Regions from separate parts of the Anas platyrhynchos genome. Here region 2 is linked to region 1. The links are chromatin contacts, called in public Hi-C maps. All regions are on one chromosome and are shown on one strand. Each heading gives the region's core, a stretch centred on a gene start, on an enhancer-like site or on the middle of the called end of the contact. The rest is flanking DNA. Distances are from core to core; before and after follow the strand shown.

What was found. A called contact is a pair of places that touch in the nucleus more often than the background predicts.
Region 2: a Hi-C map of skeletal muscle shows a contact between it and region 1, with 3 times the contacts expected there. The contact joins two enhancer-like sites. A contact is called at or near these places in 5 of 8 Hi-C or Micro-C datasets (F1 follicle, liver, skeletal muscle and 1 more).

The regions. Positions count from the first base shown.
Region 1 is chr7:35,711,343-35,718,215 of IASCAAS_PekinDuck_T2T, reverse strand. COL5A2 (collagen type V alpha 2 chain) reads left to right here. Exons shown (of 54, transcript XM_038182147.2): 2 at 6,238-6,462. Among named protein-coding and RNA genes, the nearest start is that of COL5A2, 46 kb to the left of the region's middle. Within about 2 kb of position 4,300, at least 1 of the 8 cell types and tissues checked has an H3K27ac peak or open chromatin away from gene starts, as enhancers often do. A contact at or near this core is called in subcutaneous adipose tissue, where this site is marked.
Region 2 is chr7:35,791,392-35,798,264 of IASCAAS_PekinDuck_T2T, reverse strand. No RefSeq gene overlaps it. Among named protein-coding and RNA genes, the nearest start is that of WDR75, 28 kb to the left of the region's middle. Within about 2 kb of position 3,369, at least 3 of the 8 cell types and tissues checked have an H3K27ac peak or open chromatin away from gene starts, as enhancers often do. A contact at or near this core is called in subcutaneous adipose tissue, where this site is marked.

The DNA.
Region 1 (6,873 bases), core at 3,051-5,550:
TCTCCTACCAAGGAATTTGAGCAGCCGTTCTACTTCTGAACCAGAGTAACAACAGAGAAAAATAGAGACATTTTTATACACCTGTCCTTATTTACAGGATGACCCGAGTGAGTTAGTAAAACCAAATGCTTTTCTGCTATGCACAGACCCAAGGCTGTAAGGTTACCCACAGAAAAAGACCAACGTGACCGATTTTTACAGTGCACTGCCCTGTCCATAGGATAAGATGGGGTCTTTAGAAAGGCTGCCTTGTTTATTAATTAGCTCAGGAATGATGAAGTCAATATGCAGATACAACAGCATCAGATACTCTTAATGAATTGAGCAGTATAAGAAACAGTGGATAACGCTGTGGGAGCATCAAGAGAAATCCTGTTTACCAGAAGGGCTCCCAGTATATTCTGCCTTCATATCCAGCACGTGTTGGACCTTGTAATTAAAATATTGTTCTCGATTGTCGTGTTTTGGAAATTAACTATTTCCATTAAAAAAAAAAAAAAAAAAAAAGAGCAAAACTATTGTTCTTACTGGTTGAGCCATAACTATATGAACCTGTGAGTGAGGGGAAATCTGGACCAACAAACCAATTGTGGGGTAGTATTGTGCCCATCCGGTTAAGGAAATGTGAGGAATCAGTTATATTAGACTACCAAGTTAAAATTCACTCAGAGGAGTCTAGCAATATCCTAAGAATGGTTCTTGCTTTTCAGCTTTCCCCATTCATCCAAATCTCGAATCACAGTGCTGAGATGGAAAACAGAATTATTTATTTTGACAAAATTATCTGTAAGAGACTAAACCAATAGCCAGATCACACTCAAAGAGGCCTTTACCTGGGAGGTTCTCTCTTCTCCCAACTCAACATGTATTGGTTTATCATTGGTTTTTGCTTCCAGACTGCTCTTCAGAGCTTGGAGTTTAGGTTTTCTTGGTTGACAAACCTTGGGGGGTGAACTCCCTCTCCGTGGTGCCAGCCAGAACAGCTGGCCAGCTGCAGAGTGCATGTCTGCAGTAAGGCTCTGGTTAACTGCTGTAGCAATTTCAGCAGTTCATTAAGTCCCTGCTTGGGAGCTGACTTACATCTTGATACTTGGCAGTATTTATTCGTACTTGATGTTATGGTAGTAGACTCTGCAAGAAAAACAGTTGAGTCTCTGTAATTTTCCATTCCTAAAATACACATTTTAAAATTACCTGTGTTATTTAGGAATACACCCTGGGTCTTTTATTATTCTCAAACATGGCCCAAGGGCTTCAGCTCCGTCTCTAGATGACTGACTAAACAATCACCTTGAAATCTCATGATGAACTGAGACCACTGGACTTCTTTAATCTGTAGGATGCTTCTCAAATATTTATTTCATGTGAACTTTGCAAGTTATCCTGTAAGGTGTTTAAGCAGGAACCAGATGTGCCTGGGGACACAGATGTCACAGTGCACCTCATGGGACCTCAGGGTCCTATAATGAATAAATCCTCTGTGCTGTACTCCTGAGGGGTCTGTACATGTATGTGTCGTTCCTAACTTACTGGCTTGACTGTGCAGGGGAATTTAACTGCCTTTCAAGACATGGAGAGGACATTCATCTGTAACACTTAGTGGATTAACGGTGTGTCAAAGACCTTGGTACTGGTGAGCTTTTCTAAGAGAATGCTGTTATTTGCATGTAAGTGCATCCTTGTGCTGTTGCTATTACTTCTAGGTCATTGAGAAGCATGACACATCTTGAATGGAGACATCTGAACACAAATTTGATTTGATAAATGCCAGTCAAACATTTCACATAAAGAGAATACTGAATTATTTTATTAATATAATTGCTAAGGGATTCCAGGTTCCTCCTCATACATGTAGCTACAAATTACTTCCTCTGTAAGCTGTCTGTGCTAATCACTATTAAGAAGAATCCTTTCTATGGAACAAATGCAAAAGTTATCAAAAGATAAAATCTCTACAGGCAGTGTGATTCCTATAGGTGCAAATAGGAGTTTTTTTCCCATTGATTTAATGAGAACTGAATGAAGCTCTGTGCTAATGTTGTAGCAGGCTGGCAATCAAGCGTTGTTAACACCAAGCTACTCTTGTCCATCTCTTGGCACTCCGTCCACATGCACAGTGGTACATCTGCAAAATGGCTGTTTGCACGTACTGGCCTTCACTTTGATTTTCTTCTGCACCTCTGCTTTATGAGTCAGCAGGGTTAGATTGTAACGCATAACTTGAAATTCAGCTTTTCATATTCTAGAGTTTTCTTGCAGGATTATGTTTTGTTTAACTTAAACACTAAGGATTTTACTGCAATCTTGTATTTCCATATATTTTCCACAGTCCAGAATCAGGCTAACAAAGACGAGAAGCTACCTGCAGAAGCTCTTTTCTCTCCAGTCTTTTTCATTCCGTAATATTTCCTTTTCTGTTCTAGACTTTTTATGTTAAACAATGTAAAAAAGTAGTGGACTTAGTGTAGAATATGCATCAAGAAGTCCCTCTTGGCAGAAAGCAAGCATAACGCTGGCAGCTGGAGCTTTAAGGACCAGCCGTCATCTCTTCTGGCTCTGTTAGGCTGTGTTCTCTGCCTCTGGAGGTCCATCAGCATTTACACTCCTTTAATTATGGTGTTGCTTGAGTGAGTAAAAGTGAAATGAAATGGAGCTGCTTTGCTGTTGAATCCTTCTCTTTTCCCTATCTATAAACAAACCAAGACCCATTTTCTCCCCCTTTACTCTCTGATTTCCATTTCTCTCCCCTGTGTGAGCCCTTGGCAGAGCAGCCTGCTGGCCAAGCTCTGCTCACCAGGCAACGTGTGCCAGAAAAGCAAGCAAGTGGTGGATCTCCAGGTGCACTTGCACCATGGTGCACATCTGCTAGTGCAAGATTGCAGTGGTTTCGTATGCTCTCTCTTAAAACATTCGTCGTGTCCTTGGCTCGTTGAGGAGGGGAATTAACATGGATATTTGCTTGCAAAGAAACCAAGCTCAGCAAAAATGCCCAAAGCAGGGTGTGGCTTGCACGCCTTTGCTGGACGCCTTTGGGTTTTCCTCATGTGACTGATGGGCTTTGACAGCCATCTAGTGGCTGGGAGGTTTCTATTTATTTATTTATTTATTTATTTATTTATTTTCCTCAGTAATTTGTACAACTTCAGTGCTGTCAGAGCTGGGCCTGGGTATGTCAGCGCATGACGTGATTTCTACTTGCAAAGAGTTGATGCTTGGTCTCTGAACATGGTGATTTGATATATCAGCTGGGGCTGACTTTGGACTTGTGGTTGAACAGTTCTTTCGTGCTGAAATGATATTCCAACAGATCAATGTATAACAGAAAAAAAATCACATTATAGTCATGGTGCATGTCATTGAAAACCTCATTCCGAAAGGTCCTTTTGTACAAGCACACAAATGAATGTCTTTAAATACTTCCTAGGGTATTTTTTGTACCTTGCCTTTTGTGTTTGCAGGCTGCTCTGAGACTCATTTTCGCTGACTCGAACAGATTGGTGACCCTGTGGATTCTGTACTCAGGTCCAATAGCAGTAATAGTTGTACTTGTTGGTGAGAAAGGAGTTGGTTAATTGACTACCAGATCATTTTGCCACATTAACAATTTCCAAAGCTGCTTCTGGAGTCGTTTAGCATCTTGTGTTACAACTGCAGAGGTAGAAAGAACATGTGAAACAAATACTTAGTGACTCGGCCTCTATAATTAAAAAACTTGTCGATTTCCAAGGCAGGGAAGAAACAGAGTAGTACAATTTCCTTTGCTGCTTTTCTGCTGGTCTGGGTATGGATGGATAACGTGCCTACAGCTCAGGTCTGACGGTGAAACATTAAAAGCTGCTTGTGGGATGAGTTGGAGGTGCAGGAGCTGCTCTCTGCAGGTTACTCTTAGTGTAGCACAGTCACAGCCTAAAGGAAAACCAGAGACAGCAAATGTGGTAAAAAAGATTTGAAATAAAAAAAAAAGTTTGCTTTTCTTTTAAAGTTATCAGTGTATCTGCAATCTGAGAGGAAGTCAGACTTCTTAAAATATTTCCAGAAGTGACTATGTGCTGGTTTGCCCCCTCCCTTTGCCTGCCCGTCCCTTCCCCAGCCGCCGAGCAGGGCTCCGGCAGAAGCCAGTCACCACCTGGCGCAGCTCCGATTTGCCAAAGCAGTTGCTGTGTGGTTTATCTGAAGCCATGACAGAAGGCTGACTTTGGGCTCGGTAACTCAGAAATTTCATTTATGCAAACTGCAGCTCTGGAACAGCACAGCGAGTTCTACTGGTGCTACGTTAAGGAAGACACAGACCATATGCCAGACATCTGGGGGAAAAAGGCTAAATATGTCAGACAGCACGTTATGTCATGCACACAAGGGAGAAGTGAGAAGAGTGCTTTCCAAAATGCGTTCTGCAGTTTGGAAAGTGATTCTCACAGTATCCTAAATGGGCTGTGCACCACACTTGGTCGATGTCTTTACTTCACACTGAAAACATTTCCTCCCGAGCTTCTGTGGCACCCCTTCGAGTCGTTTTGTCAGTGTATGTGATGAACCAGTTGAAGAGGAGATGACCTGGTATGAATTTGGATCTCAGTTTCTGTTGGGAAGCTGCAGAAGCTGATGATGGCAGGCAACAGTTAATGACACATCTGCTCCGTTTCTCTGAGCTTTGACATTGATGGAGTAACGGGACTTGAGTTAAGGCACAAAGCTGAAATCCTAAATCTGTTCCTGTTTATTGCTTTGTGATTTTCTGTTTACATCTGGTTCAAGTTAGGGCAGAAATGCACAGAACAGTGAAGCTGACCTTGCGCTTGGTGCTGTTAATTGCTGTGCTAATAACAGCTTTTCTTAAAAAATGCTGATCGTGATCTTTGACTACCGGGATGCACCCAGAATATGTATGTAGAGCTACCTCTGTTCCCAGTCTTACTTTGGTTCAAAATTAGAGGTGTTTGGAAATCTTCAGCCCGTGGTTTTAACCAGATTGTTCCAGTTCCAAAGACATTTTTGATAGAAGGGTTTCTGTGGTCAGCTGGAGTTGCCACCCAGGATAAGATGAATCCTTGCCACAGTATCCCAAGGTCCGGAGAGTTGTTTGAAGCACAGGAGGCTGCGTGTGGGAGCTCTGCTGCCTATGGCTCCGAGGAGGGAATCTTGGCACTGGGGTTTTTGGGTTGCAGGTTTGGGACCCATTGCCTGGGAACTGAGGACAGTTCGTTCCTACTGCTGGAGCTTGTGTTGTGTGGAGCTTTAGAGGATGAAAAATTCATTGGGCCAAAGTGAAAAAGTCTCTTTTCTGTTGATTTTTAAAAATGTTGGACAACCAAAGAATTTTTTTTTGTTTTAAGTGTGTTTTATTTTAAAATTGTTTTTTATTTTTAGGAGGAGGTTATTACTTCATTATTAAAAAAAAAAAACAACAACAAAAAACACAAACAAAAAAAAACAACTCTCCCTTCACCCCCCCCCAAAAACCGAAACCAACCCAAACAACAACTACAGGTATTTGGACTGTTTGCTTACACAGCAGGAAGAAAACACAGGCATGGACTTAACTATGGATAGAACAATACCTAAAGGGACAGTCATGTTCCCCCTCAAACAGGGAAATTTTTGAAAATTTTAAGTTCTCTCAGAACATTAACATAAAAACAAACAATAAAAGAGAGAGAGAGAATTCAACCTAGGGAAGTCGTTCTGTCTTGGTGACAGTAGACTGGAAAACTACATTGAATGGATTTCTAAATGGAATTAGTGGAATTCAAGAAAAATAAATAAAGGTGACAATACTAAGGCAAGAAAGAAAGAAAATTTGCTATAAAGCACATGGATTAGGGTAAAAAAGATGCATAACTTTAGTAAAATAGGATGAGCTCCATACAAATGTGAGAAACACATACACAGATAGAACATTCGTATTCAGTAGATGCTACACCTATGTAAATGGCCACGTAGACAATCTATTATATACAGATACTCCTAAGGCAATATGCTTTTGAGACCTTGTGGTGGGGTTGTGCTTTTCCACGACTCCATTTTACTTCTCCTTGTCTGAGGAATAAGGTGGTAAAATAAGAAAGACATTTAAGATGACTGGTATTTAAAAGACATTAACTTCAGCTATGCTGGTAGACTGTTTTCTCCATGTATGTGGTGCTGCTTTTCATCTCCAGACCTGCTCTTTCCTCATCCTAATACTCCTTTGATTTCACAGTTGGAAAATGTTTAATATATCCTCACTCTTTTTTCCAGGAGAAGATGGTGAAGAAATCGCCTGCACTCAGAATGGCCAGATGTACCTGAACCGGGATATTTGGAAGCCGTCGCCTTGCCAAATTTGCGTCTGTGACAACGGAGCTATTCTTTGCGATGAAATCCAGTGTCAAGATGTGCTGGAGTGTGAGAACCCACAGGTGCCCCCAGGGGAGTGCTGTCCTGTGTGTCCCCATACGACACGAGATTTTGACAACGGCATTGGTAAGATTGCTTTCCAGTTCACTTTTTGTTGAAAGGAGAACCAGTCAGGCTGGCCTTGAGAATGAGATTTGCTCTGCTGTGGTTCAAAATGGGATAGGGAGACCCTGATGAAATCTAGATCTGTTCCCAGTTTCAAGTCTGAATATGCAGGAAGATCGGTGGTGAGGTTAAAGTTCTCTAAAATCAGCCCAAAGGAGTAGAAACCTCACGATACTGAAGTTTCTAATAGCATTTCCATAGTGAAAGTTTAAATCTGAAGAGAGTAAATACTTGGCAGCTGTTTTCCGTCTTGGTTTGCACCTGAGCTGGCTCTGGAAACAGTTTTCTTCTGACTATGAATGTGATTAAGCCCAAAGGCTTTACAGCTACGAGGTTGAGCTGAATTCCATCTTGATATTTCAAGGAGATTGC
Region 2 (6,873 bases), core at 2,120-4,619, 81 kb before region 1:
TCCAACTCAGGATATTTTACGATCATATGATTCATTCTATAAAATAAAATATAGTCATCTGTCAAGTAAGCATATTCTGACAGCAGGAACACAAAATATGCTACAGCTGTAATAACTTGGTTAAAAGATGGAAATACCGGTCTATTTTAGAAATATGTTAAAACCAAAAAGCAGCCACAGCATATATTATTACAACCTATTATCCTCCAAAAATTACAACCTGTTATGGTATTTCTAGCCGTGTAGTAAGACTGCACATGAAATATTCCATTTACTCGAATTTTCCTTCTTGGTGGTAGTAAGACCGACTGACGCTATGGGAATGGTATTTTAATAATGCTTTGAGAGATGATGTAATACTCTGATCTTTTAAAGGGATTGTCTTTCTGCAAGGATTTTTGTCTTAGATTACTAAAAAAAACAACCTCTGAAGAGCTCTCATTTGTGTGGGTTTTTCAGGCACTTCATCCAGGAAAAAGTGCACTGCACAATTTATTTTGCCATCCTCTAACACAACAACACACTCATCCAAATCCTTTTGAAGCTTAAGAACTTTCTAGCTATTTCTGTAGGTTTTGTATCAGGTTCTTAAAAATAATTAAAAAAAATCCTTTTAACCTGCATGCAAGTCAACAACTCATCTCTCAGATTATAAATCTGATCACCAGTGGAAATCAGACAGAAAGATGCCCCTTTAAAGACACTGTGCTATTGTGTAGGACTTTCATGGACATTTTTACTTGTTTAAAACAGGGAATAATTGTGGAGTCAGCTTCCCAGAGGTTGGGGCTAGTGAATTTTGTGCTCCCCATTCTTCCTCAGGAAGCAGACAGGATTCCGCCTCCTTCCCCAAGGTTGCCCAGTTTGGTGTCCTCCTAGGAAGGCACGAATGTGCCGGCTGTTTAGGACGCTTTTCTTCCTCACATTTCCTCCTTTAATGTGTTCTGTGCTCTGTATTTTACTTTCACTGGACTTCCTCCAAATTTTTCATCGGGAGCAGAGAGCATTACTTAAATCTTACATCTGTTAAATGAATCTATTTGTGTGCGGCAGGCTGCTACAGTGATTAATAATTCCCATCTCGCCGTGGACAGTTGATGCAAAACACAGAATAACGTACTTAAAACTGCACATTTCTGACTGGGATCATATTAGTCATCTTTTCTAGACAGAACTGAAGAGCCATGTCTACACTCAAAGTGAGGTTACTTAAAAAGCAGACAGAAAATGGCACGTAAAGGTTCACAGCATTTTCAGAGTATGCATTGATGTATGTAGCTCTAAAAAAATCCAGGGTGTGGGTTTTTTTCTTCTTTCTGGAAGAAAGACAGATGTTTGAACATTACCCACAGCACTCGTCATGTTTTCCAGGTTGGATTGCTGGATGAACTGTGGTTTCCAGTGTGTGATATCTCTGGGATTCCTCTTCTGCTACATCAACATCTGGCAGAGGGATTTTGTGCAGTTCTGTGATTGCTTTCCCCACTTAAATTGCATATGCCATTTAAAATGTTAAAAGGTGGTGACACATGTTATCATACAAAGTAAAAGTGGTTTTGGTTGCCAAATTCCACCACTGCTTTACCGGTTCAATGTGAACTTTTAGTCGTGGGAGGTTAGAGAGCCTAGGCCTAATTTACCTTTTTTTATATTTATGTCTGAGTGAGAACCTTCATCAAGCAATAGTCACTGATAAGAAAGGCACGTGAAGAAAGCTACTGATGAGGAGGAAGAACTCATAACTGGAGTCAAATCTAAAAATTACCAAAGTTTCCCACTGGCTCAGCTCCATAGCTAGCAGTGCAGGTAACCCCTGGATGCCGCAGTGGGGATCAGGCACCAAGAAACTTGTGATGCAGAACTTCTTGGTGACCTGTAGCGAGGCGATTGTGGCCAAGCCCTGCCTTCAGCAACCGCTGCAGAAATGCTACTGAGATCAGAAAAGTTTCAAAGAACTTTGTGAAAACAAATCGTGGTTCTCGTTCTTTCTCTTTAGGGTTGATAAAACAGGTGCTACCCATATATTGCACAAAACTGGGTTTTAAGCATGAAACTAATGCATGTGTTGGTGAATTTGTGACAGGCAGGAGTGTGATGAATCGGTTAGTGTGCCACAGCTGGCAGAAAGCAGCTCTGTAAGCATTATAAACATGTTCATTTTCATCTGGACTTCTATATGGCATCAGCTTGGAGTGCCCAAACTGCAGTTTCTTCAGCTTTGAGTTTGATGTCCTGTATTTCACTTTCTGTTCCCAACTGCTCACTTAAAACTGCGTCATTTTTATGTATTTAATTTTACATGGGCTTAGTGCTTTTTTAATGTCATGGAAGGTAATTTCTACTAGTTGTAACTAGTTGATGTTGCAGTTTCTTTAATGTGTAGTTCCACGTACTACAGGTGTAATCAGAAGAGTTGCCAGAGCTGTATCTCCCTGTTATAAATGGGTCTGGGCTGCACGCACAACCATCTTGCAAGGGCTCAGAGACCAGGAACTCTGCCTGAGCTACTCAGAAATAACCTGAATGTGGTGACTTCCAGGAATACTGCTAAAGAGACCATGCCTCTGTCAAGCAGATTAAAAGTTTCAATTTTAAGCTATGGAACAGCAAAGTAGTGGGTGGCCAAGGTTGTGGGTTTTCATTTAATTGCATTTTAGCGTATTGTATAATTAAGTTTGGTCGTCTAGAGCCTTAGAGGTATATTTTAAAAATTGGTTTAATTTTAAATTAATATGTTTAATATGAAGACAAATCCTTGCGTTTAACCTAGTTTAGGCTGATCCAGCAGCCTCCAAGAGAAAGCCTGGTTTATAATGATAATCTAATTTTTTATTCTACCTTTTTATCTCATTAAGCAATCCTCAATGTCTGTCTGAAAGCAGCTGCTGAAATTCGCCACTTCTAAGGGATGAGGTGAACTCTGCATACAGCAGCAAATGTAACGCTACCTCTAATCCTTCCTTGCAAGGCATGTCTGCTAGTCCTGTAGTTCAGGAGGATGTCCAAAGCCACCTAAAGACACTCCATGTGGAAACCTCAGTCATAAACTATGAGTCCCAAACACTGACCCTAGAAGATGTTCTCTTTGATAAGAATGCAAACAAATAAATCAGTGAATGCATCTGGTACTCCCCAAATTGTACCACTTAGGCCATTGTGATTATGTCTTGCTTCTCTGTCAGTCCTAGTATCCTCCAAGGTTTTTGAGTACGGGATGGATTTACTATCGCAGCCACTACCATTTGCCAGAATTTCTTACTGTAGTCATCTGTGTAGCTGCAGTCATGGCAAAGTCTCTTGTCTTGTGCTCCCCTGAGAGTGCCTCTTATTGGGATTCCTGGAGAATAAATCAGCGACTGTTTCAGCCCACATTCTAGTGAGTGGACGACCTCTGTATCCCTTTGGATTACTCTGTAGTGACTCATAAGTCTGCTCCAGTCCTGGCTTTCTTAACGTTTTCCATTCAGTTCAGTTGCAGAGCAGTGATTTTTCATCAGCCCAGCTGTAAGAACATGAGGGAATCCTGTTTAGAAGAAATTAATTAAGTTTACTGAATCCATGGTGCTTCCTGGCTCTTTATGTGGCAGTTAATTTCATTTTCCTTCTTGTGAATTTCTGCTTGGCAAGTTAGCACGCTGAGCAGCTAGCAAACAGAGGGAAATATCTCCTGGCTATCACTCGTCTACGTGTGTGCCAGACTGTGCAGTACGACCCTTGTGTGGCACTTGGTACGTTGCTCCCATGTCCAGCATAATTTAATTTACTGGTTTGCACAGATTTGATTTTGGAAAAAGAAATTCGGCCACGCTGATGTGTGGAACAATCCGATCACATAATCTCTCTATATTAAACAGTGGGAGGATGGTGATGGGTTTGCAAAGAAGTGAACATGCTGAATAAAGTGTAGCCAGGATGGAAGATGGAGCTTTTAAAGGAACATACACGAGAGAAGACTGAGAGCTAGTTCCCATATAGGATTTCCAGGAGTAACCCTTAATGGGAAAGCAGCTACAGAAAATGTTTTGCATGCTCACTCCCTCAGTGCAGATGACGAGACCAGCCAGGGCTATGGTAGGGAGAACTAAAATAGATGAAAATTCAGTGCCAAACAACGCTGTGCTCCCTTGCTGCTTATGGGTCTGTCCCCATCAGATTTTTATTACTCGAAGGCAATAGCACCAGCCTTAGCTCCCCACATTCTGGGGAGGTAATGACTTTCAGTAATGTGCTGCTATAAGATGGATTTGTCCAGTCCATCTAACATTGTGTTTCTGCATCCATCTCAGTTTAAAATACCTTGCAAGTTACTCCAATAAAGAACAGGATTTCTCACAAAAAAGTAAAGCTGAATCTGGTGGTCTTTGATAATTTATAGCATTTTACTTGGATTTTGTTTTCTAAACATGTATTTCTCATGACTTTTTACTTTGGCAGACAAATAAGCAAAGTCATCAGCTAAAGCTTTAGCTAGACCTGTGGTGGATTTATTGTATGAAATAAAAGCAGCAGATCTCATGACTGAAAATCACAATCCACTGCCATTTGTTCATCCAAATTCTGAAAGTTGTTCTGTGTGTAAACATATCTGTGTGACAGTCATTACACAAAGAAGACCCAAGTTTGAAGACAAAGTGTATAATTTTTTCTTAACATAATGTTCTAACTGGAAATTCTGTTCATTTTTTTTAATCAACAGATTTGATCAAATCATCGAGAAAGAACTATTCCTGTGACAAAGGCTGGATCTGAGAGAGTCCCCAGACAGGCGTTATTCTGAAGGACAGATACAGTAAGCAGCAGAAATAATTCGTAATTCTTACTTTATTCTTAAAACATTTAAGACCCCCATCAGAACATGCAATAGAAATGCTGTTTGAGAGGACGTGTTACTGATGCTTAACACTGCTGGCTTTTGGAGTGGTAGAACTTAGAAAAGAGTTTAAAGAATTTTAAGGTTAAAGAATTACCTGCCTGAAATTGTGAAAATTCATTTCACTTTATTTTCCTTTTCCTGTTAAAATTAAGTACCAACACTTCTAAATTACACTGACGTCTTCCTGTATTTACTGTACCTGCTGTGTTCTTCTACCTTTCACTTCTGGGTGAAATGGGTGAAATGGAAGAGTCACTGACATGAGGCACTGCTAAACATGAAAATTGTTAAAAATAAATATCTGAACTTGAAGAGTTCTTAAAAATAAAAAGCTGCATTTCATTTTTCACAGCCAGCATTGAATTTCATATGTTCCATTATTAAATGAGGCTTGCAATACTACCACCCTGATAAAATTTCCATTAAAAAAAAAAATATTATTTTTTTAAACACCAGAGACTGCAGTTACTTGAGAAGAGTGTTTTCCATAAAGGTGGTGCAAATCTGATTTCTTAGCAAACCTATAGGTGAATGTTGTATCTTATAGATAATAAGAAGCGTTTGGACTGTGCACTTAGTCACATGGTCTGAATTTTTGGATAGACCTGTGTGGTGCCAGGAGTTGGACTCGATGACCCTTATGGATCCCTTCCAACTCAGGATACTCTGTGGTTCTATGATTCTATGATAATAACTAACAATGTTAAGAAAAGAAAGCTTTGAAAAGCTACAGCAACATATTATACCACACTGCCTTTTAATGTTAATAATAAGGGTTTATGCATGCAGCTAATTACATTTTTATGACTGCTTTGTGCAATGGCCAGAAAATAGGTACTCACTTGTAAGCACAAGTGTTTTTCTCACAAAAGAAGTCTCAGTGACTGCTGTGAGTGATTAGGGTTATTAACAGATTAATTGACGAGCCAGGTGGAGTTGACGAAGTGGCGTGCCAGGTTTTGTGGGATCTCTTTGGCAAGCAGGTAGAAGGAGAAAGATGAAGTAGGAAGCAGTCCTGCTATCTGGAGGTTCACCACGGTGAGTTGTAGAAAGTGCTACAGCTATACCAAGAGCTCAGGGAAAAATCCTCGTGTATACTATTGCTGACTAGAGTTGTGATTATATGAGCTTTGGTGCTTATGTACTTTTGCATGCCTATAAAGAAAACAAAAACCAGCTGAATATCTACGCATCTGCTAATTTTCTTGAGATGTTTACCTTCATAGAGTTTATGACAAAATTAGGGTCAGCGTTTTCAAACCTTTTGTGCTTGTGTTCTAGACATAATATAAATTGGTAGGTATTAATTGCTGTGTCACTAGAAATTGATAAGCTTGTCCTTTTAACATGTTGAAATACCCATAAAGATATTTTCTGCAAGAATCTATGGTTTTCTTTTGATGTGATTTCCACTTATTTGTTAGGATTGGACTACTTGATTAAAGAAGAATAAAACATGAAACAAAACAAATCCTTGAGTTTCAAGAAGTCTGGTAGAATTTGTGTGGTATTGCTACTAACAAGTCAAGATGTTATAAGTGAAGATGTCTATTCTGACCTCATATCATTATTTTGAAGCAAAAAGAGATGAAAAATGGGCGGTTTGTAAGCTTCAACATTTGAAAAACAGATCTTATTGTTATAAAGTAGTAGTGCAAGTTTAGGGAAACGTCAGCTATGATCTTGAAAATTCTTCATAATTTGAATTCCATTTTTAATCAAAGAGGACTAAAGTTCCATGAATTTACATATGAGAGAGGAAAAGGAAAGTATGAGAACTTGAATCATGGCATTGATCGTGCTCCTTCCCTGCATGAGTGGGTGTTTGAGGCTCTTTGTGAAAATGCACAGATTGTAATTATTGCTGAAAATTTACTTTTTTAAGATGTGTTTCTTCTGGAGACATTAAAAAAAAATGCTATTTTGTGATGGGCAAAACAACTGATTTTTTTTTTTTTTTATTATTATTATTTTTATAAATGGTGATAAAATGGGTGTTT